Regions from separate parts of the Mus musculus genome. Here regions 2, 3, 4 and 5 are each linked to region 1. A link is a contact called in public promoter capture Hi-C data. All regions are on one chromosome and are shown on one strand. The core of a region is the stretch at or near the end of the contact, and the rest is flanking DNA. Distances in the headings are between cores, read along the strand shown. Region 1 holds the start of Tmem247 (transmembrane protein 247). Region 2 overlaps Ttc7 (tetratricopeptide repeat domain 7). Region 3 overlaps Prkce (protein kinase C, epsilon). Region 4 overlaps Ttc7 (tetratricopeptide repeat domain 7). Region 5 has its middle 16 kb from the start of C330024C12Rik.

What was found. Promoter capture Hi-C pulls out the DNA fragments that hold promoters and counts their contacts.
Region 2: a contact with region 1 is called in a promoter capture Hi-C map of stem cell-derived epiblast-like cells, with 2.4 times the contacts expected there. The contact joins the enhancer-like site here to the promoter of Tmem247 in region 1. A contact is called at or near these places in 2 of 39 promoter capture datasets (liver and stem cell-derived epiblast-like cells), 1 of 15 datasets of contacts at CTCF or cohesin (the NIH/3T3 cell line), 2 of 115 datasets of contacts at active chromatin or transcription factors (large pre-B cells and pancreatic cancer cells) and 1 of 9 other capture datasets (liver).
Region 3: a promoter capture Hi-C map of hippocampal neurons shows a contact between it and region 1, with 8 times the contacts expected there. The contact joins the enhancer-like site here to the promoter of Tmem247 in region 1. A contact is called at or near these places in 16 of 39 promoter capture datasets (the 3T3-L1 cell line, 3T3-L1-derived adipocytes, the C10 cell line and 11 more), 3 of 15 datasets of contacts at CTCF or cohesin (the NIH/3T3 cell line, embryonic stem cells and large pre-B cells), 16 of 484 Hi-C or Micro-C datasets (the AML12 cell line, CD4 T cells, CD4 single positive thymocytes and 12 more), 9 of 115 datasets of contacts at active chromatin or transcription factors (T-cell acute lymphoblastic leukemia, VIP interneurons, embryonic basal ganglia and 6 more) and 4 of 9 other capture datasets (adipose tissue, embryonic stem cells, liver and 1 more).
Region 4: a promoter capture Hi-C map of the HPC-7 cell line shows a contact between it and region 1, with 3 times the contacts expected there. The contact joins the enhancer-like site here to the promoter of Tmem247 in region 1. A contact is called at or near these places in 7 of 39 promoter capture datasets (the 3T3-L1 cell line, the C10 cell line, the HPC-7 cell line and 4 more), 3 of 484 Hi-C or Micro-C datasets (embryonic fibroblasts, embryonic stem cells and ventricular fibroblasts) and 1 of 9 other capture datasets (liver).
Region 5: a promoter capture Hi-C map of embryonic stem cells shows a contact between it and region 1, with 2.7 times the contacts expected there. The contact joins the enhancer-like site here to the promoter of Tmem247 in region 1. A contact is called at or near these places in 7 of 39 promoter capture datasets (the 3T3-L1 cell line, embryonic stem cells, hippocampal neurons and 3 more), 2 of 15 datasets of contacts at CTCF or cohesin (both in the NIH/3T3 cell line), 2 of 484 Hi-C or Micro-C datasets (cortical neurons and trophoblast stem cells), 1 of 115 datasets of contacts at active chromatin or transcription factors (pancreatic cancer cells) and 3 of 9 other capture datasets (adipose tissue, embryonic stem cells and liver).

Annotation. Positions count from the first base shown.
Region 1 is chr17:86,914,141-86,919,484 of GRCm38.p6, reverse strand. It overlaps Tmem247 (transmembrane protein 247), which reads right to left and starts at 2,137. Exons shown (of 3, transcript NM_030104.1): 1 at 1,904-2,137; 2 at 899-1,234. The coding sequence starts at 2,020.
Region 2 is chr17:87,348,773-87,354,116 of GRCm38.p6, reverse strand. The region is part of intron 15 of Ttc7 (tetratricopeptide repeat domain 7); the gene reads right to left. Among named protein-coding and RNA genes, the nearest start is that of Gm52284, 44 kb to the right of the region's middle. Within about 2 kb of position 3,261, at least 158 of the 459 cell types and tissues checked have an H3K27ac peak or open chromatin away from gene starts, as enhancers often do. A contact at or near this core is called in the NIH/3T3 cell line, pancreatic cancer cells and stem cell-derived epiblast-like cells, where this site is marked.
Region 3 is chr17:86,513,041-86,518,384 of GRCm38.p6, reverse strand. All of the region lies in intron 10 of Prkce (protein kinase C, epsilon), which reads right to left. Among named protein-coding and RNA genes, the nearest start is that of Gm30284, 71 kb to the right of the region's middle. Within about 2 kb of position 3,249, at least 10 of the 459 cell types and tissues checked have an H3K27ac peak or open chromatin away from gene starts, as enhancers often do.
Region 4 is chr17:87,324,124-87,329,467 of GRCm38.p6, reverse strand. It overlaps Ttc7 (tetratricopeptide repeat domain 7), which reads right to left. Exons shown (of 20, transcript NM_028639.3): 9 at 8-145. Among named protein-coding and RNA genes, the nearest start is that of Gm52284, 20 kb to the right of the region's middle. Within about 2 kb of position 2,212, at least 99 of the 459 cell types and tissues checked have an H3K27ac peak or open chromatin away from gene starts, as enhancers often do. A contact at or near this core is called in the HPC-7 cell line and hippocampal neurons, where this site is marked.
Region 5 is chr17:87,176,016-87,181,359 of GRCm38.p6, reverse strand. No RefSeq gene overlaps it. Among named protein-coding and RNA genes, the nearest start is that of C330024C12Rik, 16 kb to the left of the region's middle. Within about 2 kb of position 2,104, at least 33 of the 459 cell types and tissues checked have an H3K27ac peak or open chromatin away from gene starts, as enhancers often do. A contact at or near this core is called in adipose tissue and embryonic stem cells, where this site is marked.

The DNA.
Region 1 (5,344 bases), core at 888-3,387:
CACAGTGTTAAGTACCCCAGGTGGCATTCCATCCAATTTTTCTTTTAAAACAAGGTCTCACATAGCCCAGTCTTGCCTCAAACTTACCATGTCACCTTGAACTGATTATTCTGCCTCTACTTATGTTTAGTTGATGCTGGAGACCAAACCCAGGGCTTCATGCATACTACTCAAGTACTCTGCAGACTGAGCTAGACCCCATCCCTCAGATGAGCACTCTTGTCTCCATGTAGCATGGTAGGGGCTGAGCATCTATTTCTTGTAAAGAGAATGTTGCTTTGGTTGGTTCTAATAAGTAAGGTCATGTGTCCAACAGAGAAAACGGATAAAAAAAGGATAGGTTTCTGTTATCATTCAATAGTCAGGCGACAGGAACGACTGGCACATCTTAGAAATAAAAGTACTGGAAAGGGGAGGGAGAGATGGCTCCAAGGTTACGAGGGTTGGCTGATCTTCCAGAGGTCAGTTCAGTTCCCAGCAACCACATGATGGCTCACAACCACCTACAATCTGGTGCCCTCTCCTGGCATGCAAGTGTACATGCAGGCAGAACACAGATTTATATATAATAAATCTTAAAATAACTTTTTAAAAACAGTGGCGGAAAGCCTGTCATAGTATGAGTATTGGACACGAAGAGACCATCAAAAGGGATTCTGGGTAGAGGATGTGGTTTCAGGATATCTTCTACTCTCAACTCTCTTTAGAGGCTTGAATCTAACATAGCAGGGAAGCTAATCACAGGGGCAGTGGTCTCAGGCCATCCTGCAAACCGATCCAGGCACCAGTGGGTAGAGGCAGCTACATGATGCTCACCACCTCTCAGCCAGACCTGGGACCAGCAGACAAGATGCATAGCCAAGCCAGTACAGCCACAGCCCAGAGCCCACTCTGCTACCTGGTGAGGCAAAGCCTGCTGCTGCTGCTGCTGCTGTTGCAGCTGCTCCATCACTTCCTCATGCTGCCTCTGCCGCTCGTTCTCCTGGTGCAGGTACTTGAGGAGCGTCAGTTCAAACTCCATGCGCACCTTCTCCAGCTCCATCGCGTTGCGGTGTTCTGTCTCCAGGGGCAGGGGCAGCTCTACGGACTCCAGTCCAGGTCCATCGCCAGCCTGACCCTTGGCGTTTGGGCCGGACTTTGGAGGCAATGACCTAGGGGGCCCCGGACAATCTCTGTCCTCACAGATCCCGTTCTCTTCCAGGGTAGGCAGTTCTAGTTTGGGGACTTCTGCATCCTGGGATGGAGAAGAAGTGGGGTGATAATGGGGGAGTCAGTGTGGGGCTCCCTACAACCACACCCTCTGCTCCGAGCTTCAGGAGCCTGGGGTGTGTTGCAAAGACTACCTAGACGGGGTGTTTGCTAGAAGTGTATATAACAGGGGAAGGTGAACTCCCATGAAGGGCGAGTGCCCAAAAGTTGTGAGGCATTGGTGGATCAGGAAGGTGTCTGCTCAGGTCTACTCTTTATCACCCTGGAGGTCATTTTCCCATCCCCCACCCTTCACCTAACTGTCAGACAACAGATCTTTCAGGAGCTCCAGAGTGAGGAAGAAGCCCAGGTGTTGAAAGAACCAAGCAACACATATATATGTATATGTTTGTTTGTGTGTGTGTGTGTGTGTGTGTGTGTGTGTGTGTGTGTGTGTGTGTGTGTGTCCTGTCCACAGAGGGAAGTAAGGGCCTCAAATGAGAGACAGAGACAAAGTTTCACTCAACCTTACAATCCTGTAAAGTTTTTCTGGTTCCCGGTGTCAGCTGGGAACCAGTTATAGGGATATAGGGGACACTGTTCTTCTTGTCAACTGAATCTTCTAGCACATGTGAGCAGACTCTAAGGCTTAGAGCCCCTTACCCCTGACCCCCAGTGGGATGGATGGGGCAAATCAAGAGAGGGGTCCTCTTACCAAAGAGGCCTTTGGCTTGCCTTCAGGCATGCTGTCAACAGGGGCCACCTTGGAGAGTGTGGGGCAGCTTTCTCCTGCCCCTCGGGCTTCCATCACCTCCCTGTCCTCCATCGCCATCCAGATAACCACCGTGCTGCGGACCAGGGCCACAGGACATCTTTTAAGACAATACCATTTGGCTTCACCAGGTTCTGACCACCATCACAATCCCTATCCTCATAATGGCCACATTCCAGTTGCCAGGGCACTTTTGGGAGAGGCTGTGACACCTTTGAGGAGTCTTGGTGAGGACAGAAGGTGGAGGGGCAGCAACATAGTTCAGCGGTGTGGACACCTGCGGCAAGTCTGAGAACCCGAATTTAATCCCCGAGGCTTACACGGTAGAAAAAGAGAACTGATTGCCCACACGCACGCTGTGGTGTGTGTGTGTACAGCACACACCTCCAAATAAATATATGTAATAAAAAAATTACCCCCAGTGAAGGCTGGGCTCTTACCCACAGGGCTTCGTGAATACCAGAGCGCCTCCTAATGGTGCCGGAATCCAACTGTGGAAACCCATTCTCCTGGGCTCTCCTTTAAATAGAGTGAGTTTATGTTGGGGTGAGTTTGTTTCCTCTCCCGACCTTAAAGTCTTACCCCAATGCCTCAGAATGTAGCTGTATTTGAAGGTGGGATCTTGATGGAAATGACCGCCTTGAAATGATGTCACGACAACAGTCTGAATCCAATGTGACGAGTGTCTTTAGCAGAGGGCAGCAATGAGCCAGAGGGAAGACGGTGCCGACACAGCGCGACAAACCTTGGGCTGGTTCCCCTGGGGAAACAGAGTGACAGGTGACAGGAAAGAAACGTGGGAATCAGCTCGAGAGGTTATAGAGGTGAAAAAGCCCACAGTCTCATTCTCCGTTCTATCTTGGTTTACTGAAGATCTCGGTGGACGAGGCCCACTCACACTGGGTGGGAGTCTGCTTTTCTTACTCCGTTTCCTGCAAGGTTAATGTCTTCTAAAAACACCTTCAGAAATAGACCTATAAATTACGGCCATTCAGCCGACGAAGCACCCTAGGGTTGGCCCAAGTCATGTTGAGCGCACAGCGAATGACTACAGGCTGGATCAGAGCCTCTGTCTCCGCGTTGTAAAAGACTGCTGCTGCTTTCATCCTAATGCCTAGCCTTCCGAACACCGACTGTCAGCATCAGCTGGTTGAGCCACCCGATCCAAGAAATCCTCTCCCTGGGGAAGGAGTATGACCTGACCTGCAAATCCCAGGAAGAGTGTGTAGTGGAGGAGAGGATGCCGGGAGACCGGAAGTAGACTTTGTCTTCTTTGGGTTTATAAAAACACACTTAACAAAACCCTTTCAATAGATGGAGTCAGGGTCACAGTGTGGAAGGAGAGCATGCTACATTTGAGTCCGGACTCGGTTGTTATTATCAGCTGTGTGACCAAGAGAATTGTTCTATGAATCTGATGTTTCGTGCCTTCACTTATGGATGGGAAAAGTGAGAAAGACAACTCACTACAGTGCAGTACTAACAAAGGAAATGATGTATTCCATACAGGACTAAGGAATGATTGCCACCACAATTAGTGTAATAATGGTGGTGGTGGTGATGGTGATGATGGTGGTGGTGGTGATGATGATGATGAAGATGATGGTGCTGGGACTTTGCTATGGCGTGAAATAGAATTCAAATCTACCCTTTTGGAGCTGGAGAGGTTGCCCTGTTAAGACTGCTCTCACAGTTTGCTGCTTATGCAGAGGACCTGAACTTAGTTCCCAGCACTCTTGCCGGGCAGCCCATACCTTCCTGAAACTCCAGTTCCAGAGGATCTGCTGCCCTCTTCTGGCCTGCGTGGACACCAACAAACCTGCAGACACATGGTGCATAAGTTAAAATCTGTAAACAACTTCCTTTCTGTGTATGTGTACGTGTAAAGTATGATGTGTGTGTTTACATGCATGTGTGTGGGTGTCTTTCTACATCACTCTGCACCTGATCTATGGAGGCAAGGTCCCTTACTGAGCCAGGAGTTGGTTGGTTTGGATAGTCGGCTACCCAGATTGCCACAGGGACCCCCTGTTTCTGCACCCAGGCTATGACTCTCGGGGAGGTGGCGGGGGGTGGTGGGGAATGCCCGCTGGATAACCATCCATTTCCATCCCTGCATGTCTGTTCTTGCTCAAGAAGGTGGCCATCCGTGGAGTTGCATTAGTTAACCACTAATTCATTAATGACGCTGAGAGCGTCATTTCTTCTCTCTGGATGCATCTGTCACCGCCCGTGTTTTATGAATTGCCCCAAAGTTGGAGAAGTGAGTCCCATACGCTGGGGAATTTTTTTTTTTTTTGAGAGTCATAGCACTATGGGAATCACCTCTTCCTCTTCCATTGAGCTCAGAAGAAGGAGGGGGGCCCTCTTAGTAAAGCCACACGTGAAAAGAATCAACATCACGCAGGGACCCTTGGTCACTTGTGATTTGCCTCATTTCAAGGGTGGTGGCTGGGTGGCCTTAGAGAGGTGCCCAGCCCTGTTCCTGTTTCATCTGTGGTGTGAGACCCGAAGGGTGGGCATGAGGAGCATGGCAGCCTTAGCTGCCAAGCAGTGGGAGCTACAGGCAGGCCAGTGGCTCTTCGAAGGGGTCGGGCAAGCAGCATGCTGAAGGCATAGGACACAGCAGAAAGCGTGTGTCAATTGCAGGATTGGCCCAGAATTTGATGTTTTAGGACAGAACTCTTGAGCTTTCAAGAACATCCAATTCCCAGGATGCCCTTGAGGCAATGCAAAGCAGGTACGATCACTACTGCCTACCGTGCGGGGAAGCTGGGCGGATAGCACAGCGCGGCTATTTGGCCCTGGGTTGGAATTCATGGGGGGGGGGGTTCATTTTGCAGCCCTGGTTTTCAATATAAGACCATAAAGGTGGTCTTTGGAGGCAATAACTCCAAGACATGAGATGTTTTCTGCGTCATAAAAAGGAAAAGCTTGGTGCATCATAAAGGATTTTTATAACCTTATTTGTAATAGCAAGAATCAGACAGAGCTGATTAAATAGCCCTTGTTGCATCCGTACCAATGCTGCTAAGCAGAGGCCGGAGCAGCAGACTGCCCGCCATTGCAGCAGTTTGGAGGTTGTAACAGAACCACTGAGAGCTAAGGACCATCTTGGCCTATGTAATAAGATACTGTCTCAGGCATAACAAAGCAAAGCAGTGCTCTAAAGAGTGGCATGTGAGAAAAGAAGGAAGCTGTGTTTAAACAAATTGCTTGTACTCAAAGGAGGATAAATCAGAAAAGCCAAAGCAGCTACCTATGTGTACTGAAATATGAAAATCCATTGAGTTTATCACACATGTCTAGAACATGTCTGGAAAAACCCCCAGAGCAACTGTTTCATGATGGCTGTGGGGTGAAAGAGCTGAAGGACCAGACTTG
Region 2 (5,344 bases), core at 2,012-4,511, 430 kb before region 1:
AAGTGGAAGGATCCCTCAGAGCCTCTGGATGTCCCCAGGGGCCAGAGCAATTTCAAGGAAGCAAGCCTTCAGGGAAGCTCCCAGAACATTCCATTATTCCTGGCCCCACTAGTCCCCACTGTGCTCTTGAGGTCCCGGGAGGCTTTTCTTGTTCTCTCTGGCTCCTTGAAGGGTGGCGGCAGGTGTGGCGAGTGTGCAGAAGGGGACATTATCTCTCTAAAGGACAGTAATTAGTAATTCTAGCTGATGGCCTGCTGCGCCATTTTAATGAAGAGTTCTATTTTTATAGAAAACATATAATTGAGTGAAAAAGCAAGGTGTACTCTGAGTGAGGGCCGCACTGCTATAAGGTTTAACTTCTCAGGTCGGAGCCTGAGCCCAGTGAAATCCCTGGCTTCCCCAGCTTGGCCTCAGAGAGCTGAGCTGACTCTGATGACAATGGCGTCCCTGGTTGGAGCCATGGAGCCTGGGGTAAGACACAAACTAAGAGCCCCATCCACGCCCTGATCTGTAAAACTCGAATGGCAACAGTTTCCATGACTCCTGGGGCCGCTGGGAGAACAAGGTCAATGCAGAAATGCAATGCCCCAGGGGTCCAGGCAGGCCACAGTGCCCAGCTACCAGTTCTAGTCCCCGTGCTGTCCCTTACCAGATATTTAACCTCACTTGATAGGTCACCTCACTTTGCCATTAACTTCTTCATATCAGAGTTAAATTATGGTAGGTGTGGTAGTGAGGGTGTGGTAATGCAAGCTTATGCTCCAAGCACTCAGGAGGTAAAGACAGGAGGATCAGTGGTTCGAGGCCAGCCTAGGTTACATGAGATCTTGTTCTATTAAAAACAACACAAATAAAGTCAAATCAGAACAATTAAGCAGGACCAGGACCATGAGATGCCCAAATCCTCCAGGTTTCCTCCCCTTCTCTTCCTTCTGCCCCAGGAGTCCCTTCCTGCCAATCTGAGTGTCTCCTGGGGTGTACAAGTGTCCAGTTTCACACCCATCCTCCACCCCCCTCCCCCACACTAGGGCAGCAAGCAGAGTAGAGGATGCAGCCTCTGCCACAGAGAGACCTTCAGACTTCAATAATACAAGGGGCAAAGGTCAGCATCCAGTCTCCAGGGCAGAGGTTTAGGTCTGAAGTGGGAAAGCTCCAAGAACAGAGGTGTCTCTGGGGACCAGTGAACTTGGATGCCAGAGGGATCAGGAGGGTAGCCGGGGGTGGGGTGGAGGAAGCTGAAAAGCAGGGATAAAATCTGGAGCAGCAACAGGGGTCCCCGCTTCATGACAGAGTAACAGGATGTGCACGGACAGACACAGAGAGGAGCTGTCCTCCCTCGGGGACACCCACAGCACCAGCCAGTCCCCTAGGTGCCCGTGCAGCCGGTGATTACCACCAGGCTTCTGCAAGGAGGCCCAGCCTCATCTTGGATGCCAGGGCCATGCTAAGTGATGCAGGGCTCCCTAGATCCTCCACATCCCACTGCTCTGGGAAAGCCAGGAGGGGGAGGGGCGGGTAACTCAGGCACCTGCTCCTGGAGGGTGTGATTTTTATAGGGACTCTCACAGGCATGGCCTCCCTGAGAAGGGAGGGGCCGTCCCTAGTTTTATGACTTTCCCTCAGACTAATCTCTAACACTCGAGGGATCCTTTTTTAGCAGTTCTTAACCTTAAAGCTAATGATTTTCCCCCGTGGTGTGGAGGATTACTGTGGCCCCTGTTCCCTAATGTCGAAGGCTCATAATGATCCCTCCATCTCTTAATAAATTTAACTCAATCCGACTTTGAAGCTTTAAAAAGCAACAGCCCAAAAGTCCCAGCTTCCTGGAGCAGTAACTCACGGCCTTCAAAGGCCCCGCATGCTCCACCCGGCGAGGAGCCCCAGCCTACAGATCTGGTTCATGGTGCCCTGAACAAACTATTCCATCTGTGTGCAGCACCGACTGTCAGCTGACCCCACCCCACCAGCCTCCCAACATCCTCCTACCACAGGTCACTTAACAACCTCCCTAATAACCTCTCAGACTTGAACAGGACTCACACTACAAAAGGCCTTGCCATTTCAGGTAGGCTGAGAAGCTCTCAGTTAGGACAAAGGGGAGGTTCTGGCCTGGTAGATAGAGCCTCAGTCTCTGCATCTTTGGTTTCCAGCCAGCTTGCTAACCCTAATGGCTTCCCACTGAAGAGGCAGGCGCTTGCGGGGCAGAGCAGTTAATGCACGCACAGGGCTCTGCCCCGGTCCTAAGTCACTACAGTCACCACGGAGGTGCTCACGGGAGAGCCAAGGAGGAGAAACGCTGACCGCCAACCGCCGCTCAGCCAAGGAGTAGCTGACCTTTGAGAAGGATCTGACGGTGCCCGGTGCCCGTGATTATGCCTGGCTTAGCAGTTCCTCGGCCACATGGCCAGAGAGTCCTGGCTGCTGTCCCCGCGCACTGTGGCAGCCAAGCGTGTTTAGTGAACCCAGCAGAGTGATAAACTATGTTAGTGTTAATACCTCTGATCCCCACCCCCTCTTCAAGTGTTGGTATTTTAAGCATCCTTTTGATGTGCTACAAGCCCTTAATAAGAACAATCCAATAAACACACTGGGTTTAAGGCAGAAATGTTAGCACAAGTCCCAGGACTCTGATCCCTTCTGCTTGGTGGACTACCCCTCCAGAAATATGTCACATGCAACCTGATAAGTAGGTGTGTTGAGGTGGGGGTGGGGTGGGTAGGTGGCTCGGAGAAATGCCCTGGAGGCTCAGTTTCAGCCTTGACTGGATCTAGCTACAGTCTGGCTCCAGCTAATACCTAGTTAGATCACCTCAAACATTTTCCAAAACAGCCCTGGTTTCCTGGGGCCGATGGATGCAGCAGTTCGTTTGTTTATCTGGGGCGAGCAGTGGCTTGTGGAGAGGGCCATATTGTTCCTCCACTGGCAAGTTCCTCTGTGGCTTTGACACATGGCTCCCTCAGGACTTCCCCAGTCTCCTAGGACTAGGGGCTGGGCCAGCAGGGGCTCTCAGGAATGTCTATTGTGTCAGATAAGGGGTGGGTAGATGGCCCTGCCCACTGTGGAGGTAGGAAGAAAACACATTTACTCCCGTGTCACTTGTGGGCCCTGGGTCCTCAGAGTCAGTCTGGCGGGCTGCAGGGCTGGGCGGGGGAATGGCTGACAGCTTGGTTATTGGAAAGCTCCCATCCTTGGCCTAGGGACTTTGTTTGGTTTCTATGGTGACCTTCACTACAAGGGCCTGACTAAAGCTGAAGGAATGTGTTACCTAAAACCATCTCCCTACAGTGCTCATGGTGGTCCATCCCTCCCCACCCCAGATTCCTCTCCCTCCTGGTCAGGCTTCTCAGCTGCTTCAAAGATGGGAAGGACCAGCAGAGACAACTCTGGGCCTGCTGAAATTCTCCCATTCCCCACAGGAAGCCTGTGGGCCGCCTGGCCGTGGGCCTCCTGGTACATGTGTCCAGGGCTTAGTGGAAAGCCCAGAGGGTTTCAGGAAGCTGCTAGGGATATCTGGTTCCCATCACACCAGGTTCATACTGTCCCCGTGGAGGAGTCAGTCTGCCTCCTCACGTTTCTGCATTTTTAAACCTGAGCCGGGCTAACCGAAGGCCGTCCCTCAGCACGGGCCGGGCATCAAGACCCCTGCACTTGGCTTCCTAATCCCCAAGTAAGAAGGGTCTTCAGAAGCTGGACTCACCAGAGGCCGGGTTCTACCTTGCGTGCCCGTGTGGGGACAGTGACTGCTCCCCTGTGTCACTCACAGCCCAGCCTCATCCGGATCCCCTTCCTTCAAGCTCCTGGCTCACTCACTAAACATTGTCAGTGCCAGGTGTCGACGGAACTTTGTGGCCTCCCCTCCACACCGGGACCTCAGACACAGAAGTCCACCAACCAGGGACCTTCAGTCCGTGTCTCAGCACACTTGAGAAGCAGAAGAGTCAGGGCAGGTTGTTAAATTTATTTTATTTAAAGAGGAACACATTGCTGCCGGTGGCACCTAAGTGATAAACGTGACTCAGGGCAGTGACCTGACTTGGCTCTCCTACTAGGATAAACTTAGAAGATGGGAGTCTGCTTAGCGGTCAGCATCCTCCTTTGTCTAGGCCTCTCCCAAACAGTAGCAGGCAAAGCAACCATCCCTACACTGACCTGCTGGCTTCTGTCCTCCATGTGCGACAGTCCTTGGGTCCACTGAACTGACTGATGACTCTGCAGGAAAGGGGGCGCCTCTAGAAGGCCTGGCCACCAGGATAGCCGCTGCAAGGTGGCTTGGTGGGAGACAAGCCATGTCACAGGCCTGAGAATACACTTTGCTGGGGCTGATGAGGCCAGGCCGTGGCAGGTTGGTCTGTTGTTTTGCTGAGCAATATTTACTGGACTGGTGGTTTAATTAGTTGCTAGCAACAGCTGGAGTCCCATACGGCCTGCTCTTAGCACGGGGCCAGCTGGGGAAGCGGGACACGCAGCCGAAAAGCAGTGACATTTTTCAGTGATCCCTGACCTGTAATGGATTCAATGACATTTCCTGATAATCCATGGGTTTCTGTACCCCAGGGTTTCATCTGTGGGGAACAGTTTTAATTTATTGGCAAAGGGAATTCCTATCTGTTAGTTTTGTAGCCTTTTAGGGCCAGTTCAGATCAAAGCAGAGCTGATAAAGACGGACTTCTCCACGTCATTGGATCCCACTAATTGAGCAAACCGAGTGAGGGAGGTCTCCACGGGGTAGATCACCCCCATTCCCTCGTGCTCTGCAGAACAGCGCACTGTAGTAACAGGGAACAATACTGTACAGGGTCTCACACCCTAGAGCAGCTTCTGCAGCTCCCCGGGTGCAGTCTCTGTCAGTGAGCAGTTCTCATGGCATAGGCTGCCCCCTTAAGGCTCTTCCTGCAGAAGCAGAGACACTATTTTCCAGGCAGCTCCACAAGAACACTGTGGGGGTGGGGGTGGCGTGGGGGTGGGGCAGGGAGGGGAAGAAAAGCACCAGGGAGTGAGGACAGTCAGGATGCACAAAGGCAAACACCCACTTCCACCATCACCACGGTTCTGGGGTCTCCGTCCCTTTAAGAACCTGCTGAAAGCTATCTCCTTGCACATAGAAAAGTTCTCACTCATGGGGCTCCTCCTGAGGTAGGGGGTGGGAGGGGGTGGGGAAGTGGGGGCAGGGGAGTGGTGGGCATCAATCTCAAAGCCCAAACCTCTCCATCTGCCTGTAAGGAGAACAGGGCACGTCCTGGGGAGTGCAGCTGGGCAGAGCAGTGGGGCTCACTCACACCACAAGGGAGTGAGGGGGCTGGCTCACACCACAAGGGAGTGAGGGGGCTGGCTCACACCACAAGGG
Region 3 (5,344 bases), core at 2,000-4,499, 400 kb after region 1:
CTCGTTCCTGGTACACATGGTGGTTTTGCCTGTGACGAGGAATGGAGTAGGGTCTGAACTGTAATCAAAATTAGTCAATTTGCAAGCTTTTGGGAAATGGGCAGTCTTGTGAGTGCAAAAGATCTGCTTGGGGAATGTGGGGGCAAGGAGGTTGGAGCGAATCCTTTCCACTGGACGCATTAGATTTTACACATTTCTGGCATTAAACAGATCTCTTTCCCTGACTTTTACCCAAATCTTTTAAATTCATTCTGAAATTCTAAACTTAAGACTGAGGCAACACCCCCTTAAGAGTGCCATGAAGTTATAGTTAAAGAGGGCTTCAGAGTGGGCTCTCTGCTAAATGTCCCAGGAGTCCTAGGAGGGGCTCTTGCTACCCAGTGTTCTGGGATTCTGCTCTGCCTGATAGCAGATATAGAATGGAGGAATTAGATCTTCAAACTAGCCAGGCAGTCTAACTGAAGTCAGGCTAGACTACACAGTACTAAAATATTCCAAGATGTCTGCTGTCTGTCTGTCACTCAACTACTCTTGTGTGTAATTAAACTGTACTTGATTGCTATTTACCATTCCCAGTTCCTGCCTCCAACTCCTTTCATGTCCACCTTCCCTCAGAAATACTTCTGGCTCTCCTATTCGATCAGCTAAAACCTTATATACCCCTCCAGGCCTAGTTCAGTTCAGTAGACTGATGGATCCCCAGACATCTATTGTGCTATGGACAAAGAATATGACCTTAGCAACACAAGGACCCAAAGCACAGATCTCACCTTCAAGGACCTTCCAGTCACAGAAAACACATCTGTACACTAGACGGGCATGTCAGGATTTTCTAAGATAGTCACTCGACCCAAACATTTTTCCCTTCCAAAATACACCCATAGGTATGAATCACAGATACGGCCCATCTGAGCGTGGGCTAAGGCTCAGATGCTAAGGAGATTCATCAGTAAGTCCAGCAAGAACAGACTATGTGCTAATCAATTATCCCCTGTGTGTCTAGGAAGAAGGCAGCTATGGAAGGAACTGGAAGCCAAGCTCTGCATGCAGCTGAGGCTCTCCTCCAGGTCTAAATAGTGTCCACTCTATTTCTAGAATAAATAACAGGAAAACCCTTGAAAGGACACAGCCAGAGGAGACTCCAAAGGAATAGGTAAGTCGATCCAGGGCTCTCACTAGGCCCCAGGGATGGGTAGGTTTGGGGTTTTGTTTATTTGTCTGTCTGGTTGATGGTTGGGCCTATAAACACTCAAGGGCAGCCCCACGTTGATTTAGCAAACTTGTGCTGAAGTGCCCGTGTGGGGATCTGGAACATCAGTGCCCTGATGATAACAGAAGCAAGACTATGACGAGATTCTACGTCCCTCGCACAAAGTGACACTCCAAACAGCTTCACACTATGGCACTCACTGATTCTCCCGAATTTGCCACCACTCTCTCCATTTGGGAGACAAAGAAACAGAAGTCTAGAGAAGTTTAAATAGCTTGGCCAACATGATGCAGTTAGCAGATGGAACCCACAATAGCTCTTTAGAGAGCTGCACTCTTCCCTCCATAGCAGACTGCAGCTCAGTGGGAGTTTGGATGCCCAAGAAAGTAGATAAATTGCATTCAGTGAACACTTCCTGATGTACTAAAGTCTAGAGACTGTGTAGGTACTTGACACGATGCTCAGCAGGATCTGAAGCCCAACTCGAGGAGAGCTGCAGCTTTCTGTTATGGCAACACATCTGAAAATCAATGCAAGCCACCATTTAAAATTCTAAATTAAGCCCGGAAGCTCAAGCAGAGCCTCTCAGCTGCTTTCCTGGTGGAGGTAGGTGAATCACAAGGACAAGGCTCACAGGAGCTATGCACCTAATTCAAAGGCCAACCTGGAAACCCAGACTCTGCTGTAACATACAGAGTGGACAAAGGGCTGGGCAAATAGCCACTCACTACACACTACAGTTGGTAGTGGTTTCTGTTGAGTTTTGCATGAGGCCCCTGGGTTTAACTTTTAATACAAACAACAAAAACAACTAAGTCACTTTTTTCTGACATTCCCCTATTGGTAGGGGAAATCTGCCTTATTATAAATAATGGTTTAAACCTGTAAGCTTGATGACATATAACTAGGATGTCAGAGGAAGTATCTGTGTGTGTGTGTGTGTGTGTGTGTGTGTGTGTGTGCTGCTGTGCATAGGTATGTGCTGGTAAGCATTGTGTGTGCTGGTGTGCGTGTGTGTGTGCTGTTGTGCATGTGTGTGTGCTGCTGTGCTTGTGTGTGTGCTGGTGTGCATGTGTGTGCTGCTGTGCATGTGTGTGTGCTGGTACGCATATGTGTGTGCACTGGCGTGTATTTGTGTATACTGGTATGCAAGTGTGTGCACTGCTGTGTATTCATGTGTGCTAGTGAGCATGTGTGTGTGCTAGTGTGCATTTGTATGTGCTGGTGTGCATGTGTGTGCACTGGTGTATATTTATGTGTGCTAGTATGCATGTGTGTGTGCTGGTGTGCATGTGTGTGTGCTGGTGTGCATGTGTATGTGCTGCTGTGCATCTGTGTGTGCTGGTATGCATATGTGTGTGCACTGGTGTGTATTTGTGTGTGCTGGTATGCATGTGTGTATGATGGTATGCATGTGTGTATGCTGGTGTGTATTTGTATGTGCTGGTATGCATGTGTGTGTGCTGCTGTGCATGTGTGTGTGTTGCTGTGCATGTGTGTGTGCTGGTGGAAGCGTCACTACCCTTCCTTTCATCTCTCTAGGTATTTCAAATCTCTTCATGGAGGACCTTAGCGAGTACAGGGACTATTCAGAGACAAGACCTTCCAGTTCATTTTTGGAGCCTCTTTGGAAGCCAGTTCACTTGAAGTTCGCACGCCACTTGGGAGTGCACAGCAGCCTGAACTTTTGGCCCTGGAGATATCCTTCCCATTGGCGAGTAAACACGCGGCGGGGACAAACAGTTTCTATACAAGTCTTCATTGTACAGTGATAAGATCTGGAGAAACGGTTTCCCCCTAGTTTAGATGTCTTTATTCAAATATCACCCTCAGAAAATTCCCCACCCTACTGTGCCAAGATAGACATTGGCTCTCTTGTCCGGGAGCGTCAACATTTTGGCAATTGCTTCCATTTCCTTTAAAAAGAAATTCAAATGCTATGTGACCCTTTGGTTTTGTTTGCCCTCAAGCTTATAGCAACAGTATGCAGACTCATAGGAAAGATAAATAGAGAGGGGCCCTCCTTGCCTTTGCCATTCTCAGCTGTTCTCCCTCTCCATGCCCAGCTGAGGGGAGGCAGGCATCAGTGGCTCTTCTTTACCCGGGGCCTGAGTGCCCTCCCGCATCTGACTCTGAAGTGACTCTTTAAAAGGTCGTTCACCCAACCCTGCCTCCACTTCAGTCTTTAGCATTTATTTATTTTCACTTTATGTGTATGGATGTTTTGCCTGCATGTATACCTATATACCAAGTGCATCCAGTCACCACAGGTGCCAGAAGAGGGTGCCATGTTCCCCTTTACCAGTTTCAGACAGTTAGTGGTAATGTGGGGACTAGGAACTGAACTTAGGTCCTCTGCATGAGCCTCGGGAGATTTTAACTGCTGAACTAGCTCTAGACCCTCCTTCAACTTTCAAAAAAGTGTGTGTGTTTGTGTGTGTGTAGTGTATGTGTACACGGACGAGTGTATGGTATATGTGCTCATGTGTGAGTATACCAATGTGTGTGTGTGCACACATGTGTGTGGTATATGTGAGCATGTGTGAGTGTGCCTGTGTGTGCGTGCTCGCGCATGTGTGCCTACGTGGAAACCAGAGGATAATTTTGAGTATTACCCTCAGATTGTCATTTACCTGGAGACAGTCTTTCTCACTGGCCTGAAGCTCCCCAGTGTGGTAGGACTGGCTGGCCAATGAGCCTCAGCTTCTCGTCTCTGGGACTATGCCCAGCATTTTCATGTTGGCTCTGGGGATTGATCTCAGACCCCATGTTTGGGAGTTAGTTGCTTTACCAACTGACACGGGCCCTATTTTTGGTGGGGATGGGAGTGAGGGAGGCACGCATAAATATGGCTGTGCAGCCAGTGGCCACATCCCTTTTTGCTGCAAGGGCCACCATTGTTAAGATACTTCTGTGGCTCTCAGAGGCCTTCTTTGAGCTCCAAGAATATAGGTCTCACCTAGAGCAGTTTCTATAGACTGAATGGTGGCCCAAGAAGAAACATCCGCCACACAAAATCATGCTCCCAGAAGATTCAGGAGTTGTGGCTATCTCTTTCTAAAGTGTGATTGCTGGTTCAATAACGACTGGGGTGTTTTTCTACCTCTTTTGAAAATAAACGGCAAGTGAGTAAAACAACCCTAGCTCTAGAGTTACAACCCAGGATCAGGAGCACTAGCCCAGGGGATATCCGACCCTTCCTGAGTAGTTTATGTAACAATGCCTCTGTAAACCAAAGTACATTAGCTGCTAATCCTTTGCTGCCCTGTCCCTGGGTAAAACCACCTCCCAGCTTTTCTCACACAGGTTTATGAGTGATGTAAGGAGAGAGAGAGACTCAGGGCTGCTGGCACAGGAGCCTGGACTCCTTATCTTCAAGCCCTGGCTGCCTTCCTGGCTCGGAAAGCCAGGAGTATTTTCCATTAAGAAAGGGTGCCCCCCCTTTTCCTTCCCTCTCTCACTCTCAGCTGAGGGGTCCCAGCAAGTACAGAAGGGCTGAGAGGTCTCCTGCAGACCTCGGAGGAGGTTTCTTTCTGGGAGAGGGTCCGTGGCTTGGTGGGAACCTTGCTTGTGCCCACTGAAAGGGTGATGCCCATCAAGGGGCAGGGGAAAGGCTTAGTCTGCTAGCGGAAGCTTTGAACCCAATGCCTGGACAGCAGCTGTAGAGACCAAGACTTGGGTCTTGGCAGGCCTGGAGACACTGAATGGGGGCAGCTCTGCCATCGAGGCCAGGCTTCCCTGGGGTGAGGCAGCCAGACTTCCCTTGGCTTTGCAGAACCTTCTCCGTCTGCCATTGAGACTGTCCGAACACTGCCCTGGCCTCTGTCTTTTCTTCTCGACAGCAGCACAAACTCTCCTCCAAGTTTGTTGCCATTCCTTCTGCCAGGGAAACCCTAAAGCATCCACATGGCCTCCTGTAGGAGGTTTTCCTTGACCGCACTGGCCCAAAGGAAATTCCATCCGTGTGTCTTAAACAGGCCATCGGGTGCCTTCGCGTGGCACGTACCTGCCCTCATAGTCCACCTCAGTTTTAATTCCGCTGTGTTATTTTCCAAAGTAACTAGCTGAGGTGACGGAGCTCATTATTCTTCTAACCACAATGGCCTCTCCACTGGACTTTACAGCCAGGCACGG
Region 4 (5,344 bases), core at 963-3,462, 410 kb before region 1:
ACCCTACCTCTGATAGCATGACATACTGGCCTCGCCGGCCCAGCGTGATGCTCAGGAGGTCATAAATGGCTGAAGCATTCTGCAGGCTCACTTTCCGGTCCTCCGCCTGCTCTGGTGCCCGACTCAGTACCACGTCCCGAGTTGCCTGCAGGTGAAATGGAGTTTGGCGAAACACGGTGAGGGTTAAAAAAAAAAAATCCGATGGCCCTCACAGGGGCCCAACCTGGTAACCCCACTCACTCACTGTTGCATTTCACTGCTGCCACAGGCCCAGAAGCTGACCACACCCTCGGAAACGGCCTCCCCTGTTCCCGCAAAGCTCTCTCCAAAGACAAAATCCTTGGTCCAGGTGGGGGAGGGGATCATCCTAAAGCTTAAGGTCCTAGTGTTCATTTTGGAACTCGGTGAGTTCCAAACCGCGAGAGGCCGCGAGGGCAGTGCCATGGCCATGTTGCCTTTCGTGTGAGTGTATCCGTCAGCTGTTGGCATCCCGCAATCCCGCTTAGTTAGCATCACACGTGATAGCATCAGATCCTTTCTCTCCTTCTTCCAGGATTTACAGAGCAGGGACATCTGGGGTCTGAAGGGACTCTCATACATTCCTATAGCTGTGTTTAGCAAAGCTGAGATCTGGCCCCACACACCTGCTGGTACCTCCCAGCATCTTCTCCTTCAGTCAAAGTGGTCTTTCTTTATCTAGCTTCGCCTTCCCTGTCTGAGTCTACTTTGGTTCTCAGTGGCTGTCATGTCAACCAAGCACTGGCCTGCCAGATAGACCCTAAAACCTGAGTATCCCACCAGATCCAAGGCCCCATCCGGCCCACCAGTCACTCTCACTGTTTGTCTCCGCATGGAGCCGCCCTCCCTCCTGTAGGCAAGGGGCTGAAGCTCCTTGGTGGTCTGTATTCCTCCTCCTCAAGAAACACAGATGGCCAGGGAGAGGATGGCCTGGGAGGAGGCACCAGGATTGGTAGGAAATCCTCAGAGAGATCACTGCTAGAGCCAGCCTGTTAAACTTAGCCAGGAACTGCAAACAGTTAAGGAAGGGAAAGTGCCAAGAAATCCTCTCCTTCCCGGTGAAACCCACCCACACAGCCACGTGGGAACACAACCTGTGCTTCGTCCTTGGCAATGTTCCTCCTCACTCCTCCACCTCCAGCAGCTTTTTAGCTCCAGGCACCCAGTGGGGACCGTGGGTGATGGGCTCCTCCAGGCAGCCGTGGGGAAGGGAGGAGGAGAGGAGGGGAAGAGGGGAGGAGGAAGGAGGGAGGAGGGAGGAGGGAGGAGGAGGGAGGAAGGAGGAGGGAGGAGGAGAAGAGGGGAGGAGGAGAAGAGGGGAGGAGGGAGGAGGGAGAAGGGAGGAGGGAGGAGGGGAAGAGGGGAGGAGGGAGGAGGGGAGGAGGGAGGAGGGGAAGAGGGGAGGAGGGAGGAGGGGAGGAGGGATGGGGATGAAGAACAGATCCAGGAGGGATGCATCTGCACATGCATGCTGGACTCTAGCTGGAGGAAGGGATAAGCCAGGTGTTCTGTAAGGGTGGCATCTCTGAGGCAGAGGGAGCCTCACTGGGCAACTTTCAAGGGCTGGGGAATCCACCGTGCACAGAAGCCATGTTTGGAGCATATTGCGGAGTACGCTGTCACCGCTGTCCTCGGAATGGCATTTAAACTCCCTTCTCTGTCTGCTCCTCCCTGCCTGATGTCTCTCCAGCCACAAAGCACTCACTACTGTTTCCTGTCTTCAAGGCAGGTCACCTTGGTCACCGTGCATCTGCCTCCCTGGGACTCATACACTAGGATTTTCGCAGCCCCAGCCGGCTCATCACTCTGTGTGACAGGGCATGCCATTTCTAGGTTGAGTTGCTAAACACAGAATTTTATAAATCCACCTCTGTGCAGCAAGCAATGTCCCAGGAAGACTACTCTGGGCTCGCATAGAAACTCCTTCTTTGTCTACTCTAGAACCTACCCTAAGAGGGCAGGCCTCTGGGTGGGTCTAGTATGTGCACTGGGGGTAGATTTCCAGAACTGGGTGTGATGGGGCAGATGAAACTGGGCAAGTCCTCCTGATGACCCGGCCCCTCGACAGGCTGACAGCAGTGACAGCATGCTCTTAGGGGGTCCTTAGAGCTTTTGTGCAGGAGGGGACATGGTTACCACAGAACAGCCTGAAGCAGAGGTCTGCCCGCCCAGCTGCTACCGGCGGCTTTAGGAACAGGATTACAAAACCCGGTATGCTGGGCTAGTGCTGGTTGCTGGGCAGTGCCTGTGTATGTAACCATGGTAACGGAGTTGGGTGGGGAACCTGGAGCAGAGAAAAGGGAAGTCTGGGTACTTGGCCCGAGAGCCACAAAGGAGCATGAATTCACATGTGGCTTGAGCCAGGGCAGGCCTCAGAGGCAGGGGGTGCCACCACTAGGCTTACAGTCCCTCCCCAGCTTCCCCATCCCTCCTCTTTGGGCTCACTGACCCTAGGTCACACAGGCTTCATAAGTAGCCTGTCCAGAGGTAGACCCAACCCGCTCTTTCTCTTTCCTGGCTACATACACAGCCTGAGTCCCGGTTTCATGGGGAAGACTTCAGATCCAGTGAAGACTTCCAGACCCAAGGCAGTGAGTAAGGTGAACATACCTGTTAGTGTAAATACACAGCTACTGTGTTGTCTTCCCTCCCACCATCCTCTGTGCTGTTCGCGGGGTAACAGTGACTACTCTCCCTGGGTTTTTCCTGCCCACCCTGTCTACTATACACTGCTGTATCTCCCACACCCAGCCTTTGGCTCCCGCTGTGGGATGCTCTGTCCTTATTAAGTCAAGCAATGGTCCTTAGGCAGGACCCCAGAGGTGTTCCTATTCCTTACCCCTCTGTCTCTCTGGTGGTTTTCCCAGGATAACCTCCCCCAGACTAGAGCTTTCAGGTTGCCAGGAGACCAGCCCCACACCCATCATCTATGGCTCTACAGTCCTCAGGACCCACCACTGCTCGTTGTTGCCCTGAGACAAATCCAGGGAAGCTCATTTCCTCAGGCAGGCACAACTCCAGTTGAGGTGTAAGCCTCTCAGACAGGGAGCTCTCATTCGCATCAATTCATCTGGCTCATGAACCCAGACAGCAGTGCGACAAACATAACCTTCCTAGAGGAGGCCCGAGGGCCTGAAGACGAACATTGAAATGCCACACCAGCCCCGGGTACTTTCCTGAACACTAAGTGGATGATTATCCTGGCAGTTCCCAATCTCTACTGCTTGTGGCTCAGCGGGCTCTGACCTTCACCTCTGCCCAGCCCTGTCCTCCTCTTAATCCTGGACCCACCCCAGCCGCTTTCCTGACTCTAGGTCCCTCTCAGAGAGTGTTTATAGCAGGCTTTACTGACTGTATTGGAGGCCTTGGGCTGGTTTTGCTGAAGAGGGAACCAAAGCAAAATGCAGGCAGGGTGTCCCCAATAAAGTACTGTCTCCTTGCAAAGACCGGTTCTGAAGCCAGATGCCCAAAGCCCCCTTGAGAGACATCAGGCAAGTGAGCCTCAGGACCTGCTGCTGCTGGCACCCCAACAATCACTCCCGGAAAGAAGCGTCTCCCCGCCCCGCGCCCCCCCTCCCAGGACACGTCCTGTTGTCCTGTTCTGCTCCTGCTGGTGTCCCCCATTGGCAGACATAATTACCACTAGCTTCTACGCTGCTGGTTCACAGAGCCAAGAGCTCTAGCGGGCTCTGTGACAGGTTTCATCTACCCAGCGACACAGTTCCTGTGGCAGATGTCACAGTCTTCCTGTCACGGGTACTGAACCACGGGCTCCGAGCCGGCAGCCTTCTTGCAGAGCAAGTCCTCCCTCGACCGCCTTTGAGCAAACCAGGAGCCAAAAGCTGGGACACCGTGTGTCATCTGCTCAGCCCCACATGGAACCTTGCCTGGGAAGCCCCTTTCTTTAAAACAACACACTAATGCACCCAATGTCCAACTAGATGAAAACCTACATGTATTCAAAAGTAACTAAGTCAGAATCAAGGTTCCCCTCCCTCCCCAGGACGAAAACACACTTTGATCAACCCAAAGAGGTAGCTCTGTTCATTTTCTTATCCACCTGGTTTGAATATACTTGGCCCAGGAAGTGGCACTATTAGAAGGTGTGGCCTTGTTGGAGTAGATGTGTCACTGTGGCCATGGGCTTTAAGACCCTCATCCTAACTGCCTGGATGAAGTCAGCCTTCCTCTAGCAGCCTCCTGATGAAGATGTAGAACTCTCATCTCCTCCTGCACCATGCTGCCTGGATGATAATGGATTGAACCTCTGACCCTGTAAGTCAGGTGTCTATTCACAGCAGTAAAACCCTAAGACACCACCCAGACTTCTTCCACGGAGGTTTTATTAACTCCATCTTACAGATGAGACACGGGTTCAGGGAGAGAAGACGCTTGCTTAGTTCTGAACGACACATACAGGATCTGCACAGCCGGGCACCTGATACTGGTACAACACAGAGCTGGTTTGATAAGGTGTAGGGTCCCTGTCCCCGGAGATGCCTCCACCCTCCACCCTTGTACCATCCAGTTCTGAGAGGCCACACCAGCAAAGCATTCTTCCCCAGCTCAACTAAGACAGTAGCAAGGATTCAGCTGGCTTTAACCCTCACTGCTCGAGGTGGGAGCACACTGGTGGGTGGGCGAATTAGATACGTGTGAGCACAGATAGTGGCTGGTGGGTAACTGGTGCCCTAAAGACACAGAACAGGGTCCAAAACACAAATCTTCAAACAGTCATATATCAAATCCCTTATGTTACTGGGAAAACACTGGTGATTTCTATTTATCTCTTTGAAGACATGTTCCCTCATCTTTTCACACAGAATGAAAGCCCTATGCCGGCATCAGACAAGCAATGTAGATCCTAGACAACCACTCTCTGAGTTCCCAACCATAAAAGTGGGGCTACAACACTAAAAACAAAACATAAATATCCTCTGCCGGATGGGGCTCTGGATGTACTGGGAGTGAGGAGCAGCGGGGACAGTGGCCGAGGCTGCATGGCAGGAGTGGCTTTTACCGCCGTCAGTCTGAGAGATGCCGCAAAGGCACAGCCAAGGCTGCCAGCTGCTGCTCTAGAGGTTTCTCCACGAGCCTGTTGACTATAGCCAAAACTAGTCAGCAGCAAGAAGGCGAGGAAAATCCCTCAGGCGCAGAGGCCACGCTGCAAGACCTGACACACCCCACAGTCCACTTTCTAGCCAATCAACAATCCAACTGCAGGAGTCTGCAGGATGGCTCAGTGGGTGAAGGGGGTGACTGAATCGCGTCCTTAGGATCCATGTACTGAGAGACCTGGCTTCTACAAGTTGTCCTCTGAGCTCTG
Region 5 (5,344 bases), core at 855-3,354, 260 kb before region 1:
TTTGTTGTTGTTGTTAAACGCTTATACAGATGGGCTTGCTTTCCCCAGTGGCCTTGTGAGCTACGCTCTGTTTTTAATCTTCAATTTTAAGACAAGATGGCTTTTAAAAAACAGTCTGTAGGTGACAGATGCGTAAGATGGCTTCTAGAGCATCTACTCCAGGCTAGGATCTAAGTCAGCCTTTGGCATCACGGCCCTGCCTTCCAGGGGCTTAAAGTCTGGTTGAGTTGTTGAGAGGCTGAGTCCTTGGAGTTTGGGAGTCCTGACTATAAACCAGGAACTCAGAGCAGGGAAGAAGCCTTAGGGACCTTAGGAAGGCAGCCAATCGTGGGTCTGCTTTCACCTCCCTGGCTCCCCTCCCTGGTCCTTACTCTGTTCCTTCCTCCCTGGCACCCTGAGGGTGTCAGTGGCTTCATCCTCACAGACAGTTTTAGGGTACATATAAAGCCCCTGTCACCTTGTGCAATATAAAATATCCTATGATGGGGTGAGTGGCTGTCAGTGCCCTTGAGCCCAGCCTCTGGACCCCCTAATCATCCACTGAATGAGAAAATGAAATATGGCAGGGGTGGGGTGGGGTGGGGTGGGAAGGGGGAGCATCATGACTACTCCTAAAGTACAGAGAAGGATTTTATTGTAAATATAAGACAGAAAGAAAGCAGAGGGAAGACTCCAGGCTGAACATGGCTGGCAGACTAAACCAGACCATGGGAGGACACAGGGGGAGTGAACAAGAGAGGAGCCACTGGCCAAGAGGGGCAACCCAGGCCAGGAGACAAGACAATGAAGGGTAGGCAAAGGGGCAGAGTAACTGAGACTATACTGGGAAGGGCAGCCCAGCCCCTGGGCTGGAGAAGTTTAGGATAAGGGGCAGGGTATGCCAACCACACCCTGGAACAGGTATGGACTGAGGGATGCTGGGAGATCTGCCTGTTATCCACTTGGATATGTTAAATAGGCACCCCAGTCAGCCATTCATCCAGGTTTCTGAAGCCTGCAGCCTCTCAACTGCAAGCTGTCTCCTTTGCCTGGGCATTTCCTTTTGGAAGACTGTAGCGGTCCAATGGGAAATGCTTGGGGGAGGGGGCACATCTTTGCAGGGTCTAAGGAGATCTATCTAGCCTGGCTTCTTATTAACTCCAGGCCTTTTCAAGTCTTGCTTGGCCTTCAAAGCTGAGTTGAGTCAGACAACATACAGCTTTGCACCAGTGTAGACCCACCGCATAGTGATACCGTCTCGGAGAGCTGTGGCCACACCAGGAAACCCTGCCACAACCCTACCGTAACACTACCGCCGAGCTGCCTCATCCTAGTCCCAGCCCTAGATCGAGCTATTTCCGACTTCTCTTTAGCACTTGGGACCAGCAGACTTGGGGGTGGGGTGGGGTCTTGACTACCCAGGAGAAGGTTTGAGGAGAAAGTTCTTGTCATTCTTATTACACACTAGTTTGGGAAAGACAGACACTGAAAGACCAAAAGACCAGGTCAAGCCTACAGAGCTAGTTGGTGGGTTTTCCCGGAGTCCTGCCCAGCCTGCCCTGCCCATCCAAGCATATGCATCACTCTCACGTTACTTCTGATTTATTCTTTCACTAGTTAATTAATTAATTAATTAATTAATTAATTTTGAAATCTCACAAGTATGCCGTGTACATCAGTCCTATGGCCTTTACATTCTCTCTCTCTTTTTTCAAGTCCCCTCTTCTGGCAGCTCTTGGTCCTCCCAGCGCTGTCTTCCCACCCCCAGCCTCTCAAAGCCCCCACCCCCACAGTGAGCTAGGTAGAGAGAGTTGCAGCCAGGGCTGCTGGGGTAGACCCTATACCCTGCATATGTCCTTGGGAATCTCAAGATCAGGTGGGTGGGGCTGTGTTCCTGGCAGGACAAACAGTCCTGGTTCTAAAGGCCCCAGAGGCCAGGACAGAGTTTTAAATAGTCAGCAACAGGCCGACGGTGTTGTCAGCGTTGACTGAATCAGGTTTAATTGTTGGTTGGTGCTGAAATGATGAATGGGAGGAGGCTTTAAATAGGAACCCTAAGTGTTTCAGCCTCTCCCTGGGTGGGAACTCACTCCAAGTGCGTGTGTCTCCTATTCAAAGAGTCCCCTGGAGGCAGAGGCTGTGGGCGGCACCGGGCCCAGTTCCTCCTGCTTCCTAGGGGTGGGCTAGGAGTTCCTGGACAGAGATCCAAGAAGGGCCTGCTGGGGGCTGGAGAAGGAGAGCTTGCTGATTTAGTAATCCCTAGATCAACCCATCTAGCCATCTGTCATTTTTCTCACTGAGCCTGCCCCGTCACAGTCCCCACGGTGGCGCACCTGCTGCCTCCCGGCTTCACTCTGTACCCTGTTCATCTGAGGAGGTGTCTGCAGAGAAAGCAGGTTTACAACTGGAGTCCAAACTCAAATGTCTTGGCTCTGTTCCCAAGCTAGCTTCCCTAGGCTCTCAATGTCTTTGTTGGATAACCTGAGGAATGGCCCAGTGAAGCCCAGGAGAGGCGTGGAGATGGTCAGCTGAGCATCTGCGCTGTTGCTGTCAAAAGGAGCTCGGGCTGCAAAGGGTTCTCAAGCCCCTCCCCCACCTCACAGCCTGCTGGGGTTGTTGGGGATCAGGGGGAGAGGATCTAGAAGGAAAGACAGTTTCCAAGAACAGGCAGAGACCCCCCAAGCAGATGGCAGGTTCTGCATATTGCTTGCTAAAAGTCCCCTGCACTTGAGGCTGAGTCGAGGGCCACCTTCCCACAGATTCCTCGCTTCACTCCTAGCTGCGGTCCCTGCAGGTACTAGTGGTCTGTACACTCACGCCTTGGCTCTCTTTGAGAATGTGTGAATGTGTGCTGCCTCTCTGCCCTCGGTATCTCTTGAGTTTCACCACTGATGCTCATGTTAGGGGTTCGAATCTCTCTTCTCAGGTTGAGGGTTTGAAGCTGACCCTGGGTGCATGTGACTGTATGTGACTGTATAATGACAAAGGTTTTTCTTTTCCTTTTTTTTTTCTAATGTTGGGTGCCTTCAGAGATTGTTCTGGTTGAATCTGCTAAGATAAAAACAGACAGTAAATTGACAGGAGAAAAGGCACAGGTGTCAAAACTTTGTAATACATCAAACAGGCCAGGTGGAGGCTGCAGAGGGGGCTCTTCAGTTAAGAGGACTTGCTGTTCTTACAGAGAACTGAATTTAGATCCCAGCACTCAGAAGGTCACTCACACCATCTGTAACTTCAGGTCCAGAGGATCCAATGCTCTTTTCTGGAATGCCATACACAGCATGCAAATGGGCAAAATACCCACACACATAAAATACAAATAAATCATTTTTAAAATTTTTTTTATTTTAAAAAAAGTGGGGGGCAGGTGGCTAAAGTTTAAACGTCATGCTGGATTACAGAGAAGTCTCAACTAGGGGCTTGGGATTCTAGGGAACGGGGAGAAGAGAAGTGCTTCAGGGCGAGCAAAGATTCTAGAATAGAAGGTTACTTGAAGCAGGTCTCTGTGGGCAAGCTGTCTGATCTCTGGTCCCCTTTTCTTTTGAGTTCAGTGAGGGACTAGAGAGGAAACCATGAAAACTGCAACTCCCCTGAAGAAAATCTCCCTCACAGACAATGCCCCAGAGAGCTTCTTTCCCTCCAGGATGGGGGGGGGGGAAGGGGGGGGCAGGGGGGAGTGGGGGGGGGGGAGAAAGGAGACACAGAAGCAGAGGCTGAAGAGGCCCCAGTCCTTTAGTTCAAAGTCCTTGGTGCACCAAAGCTTCATGCTCTGGAGTATTTTCTGAGCCCCAACATTATCTTTAGTTAAGGTTTTTTGTTTATTTATTTGTTTGTTTGTCCCCCCCCCACCCCCATTAAAAGGCTCACAGGAGCCCAGGTACAAGAGAGTAGGCTTCTGAAGAGAAAAGCAGACAGTCTTGCCAACCGTAGTGGAAGGGTGGGAAGATGAGGAGCCAGGATGCTGCTTAGCTAACCAGGGTAGCTGTGCTGTGCCGTGGCGTACAGAGCCCTCTCAGCCTGTCATCACCTGCTCCCCCAAACTCAGGAACACCCACTTCTGATGAAGGAAGAAATGGAAGGAACTGTAGTCTGTAATGCCCACCCAGGAAAGGAGAAACCAGGGCTTGGTGAGGCTCGTGAGGCTATGGCAGACACCACTGGCTGGCCGATTGCATGTAGGCCGTGGGTGAAGGGTTCCAGACATGCTCTTTCCAGATCCTTAACCACCCAGCACGGAGGACGACGTAATCCTTCCCCTTTGATGGTGGTCCCAAAGCACTGAGAAATGTGCCCACACATCCCGCAGCTAGGAAGTGAGAGGCAAGGCTGGGCTCCCACACTCCACTGGTCTTAGTCTTGGAAAAGTAGTCACGGCCAAGTGCAGAGATAGGGAATTTTTCCTCTCTGCCTGAAGTTAGGTTTAGGTCTCATGTGATTCATGGGTAGAAATGACAAGGGGACAAAGATTAGCTCACCCCACCCTCAGAAGCTTTGCACACGAGCTTTCCTCAGAGAACGGAGAGGCACTCAGACAAAGGATGAACTTGTAGCCCAAGTACTGAGGAAGGAAGTCCTAGAACTGGGGACAGACAGAGGCTCAACTCAAAGCACATCCTGGTTCCACCACTGACCTACCCACTCTGTGAGAGGCACTGACTGTTTACTCTCTCTGGGTCATCGTTTCCATGTTTGTAAAAATGGCAAAACCAGGCTGTGGGTGAGGGAGCTGTGGGGGACTTTGAGCTATGTAGTAGGGTGCAAACGTACTTCTGCTGTGGCCCCCGATGTGGGCAGACCCTGGATCCCAGCCACTGGGGCATGGACCAGGGGACACTGGTCACTCCTTGTAGCTCAGTGTGACTTTATTCCCCACATTGACTACAGACATTTAGTGTCGGAAACCAAATACACAGGTGGGCATGTGCCAGGGCTGGGGAGGAAACGGGCTGAGAGCTTTCTGTCGGGTTGCCTGCAGATCATGGCCTCTGTTGGAATTCTTTTTGGAGGTGAGCCCTGGGGTAGGAAGGACAAACCTTAGGATCTGTCTGACGGCAAGCTCTTCTTTCAGTTCCTTCTCAGGGCTCCACACACGGCCCTGACAGCGCCATGTATGCGTCTGGGAGAGAAACGGGAACCGACAGTGGCCAGGCCACATTCCCTACCCCTCTTCCCACAGAGGCGTCCAGAGCAGAGGAGTCGGCCCTCTCTCCAGTGCCAAAATAAACTTGCATTGTTTCCAGCTGCACAAGAGGTCTCAAATGAATTGGTGTTTGCCAAACCCTAAAAGGAAGGAGGGCTGAGGGAGGGGAGGGGGTGCCGGGATCGAGGGAGCACCCCCTTGCTGCCCTTCCAACCCCAGATTTCT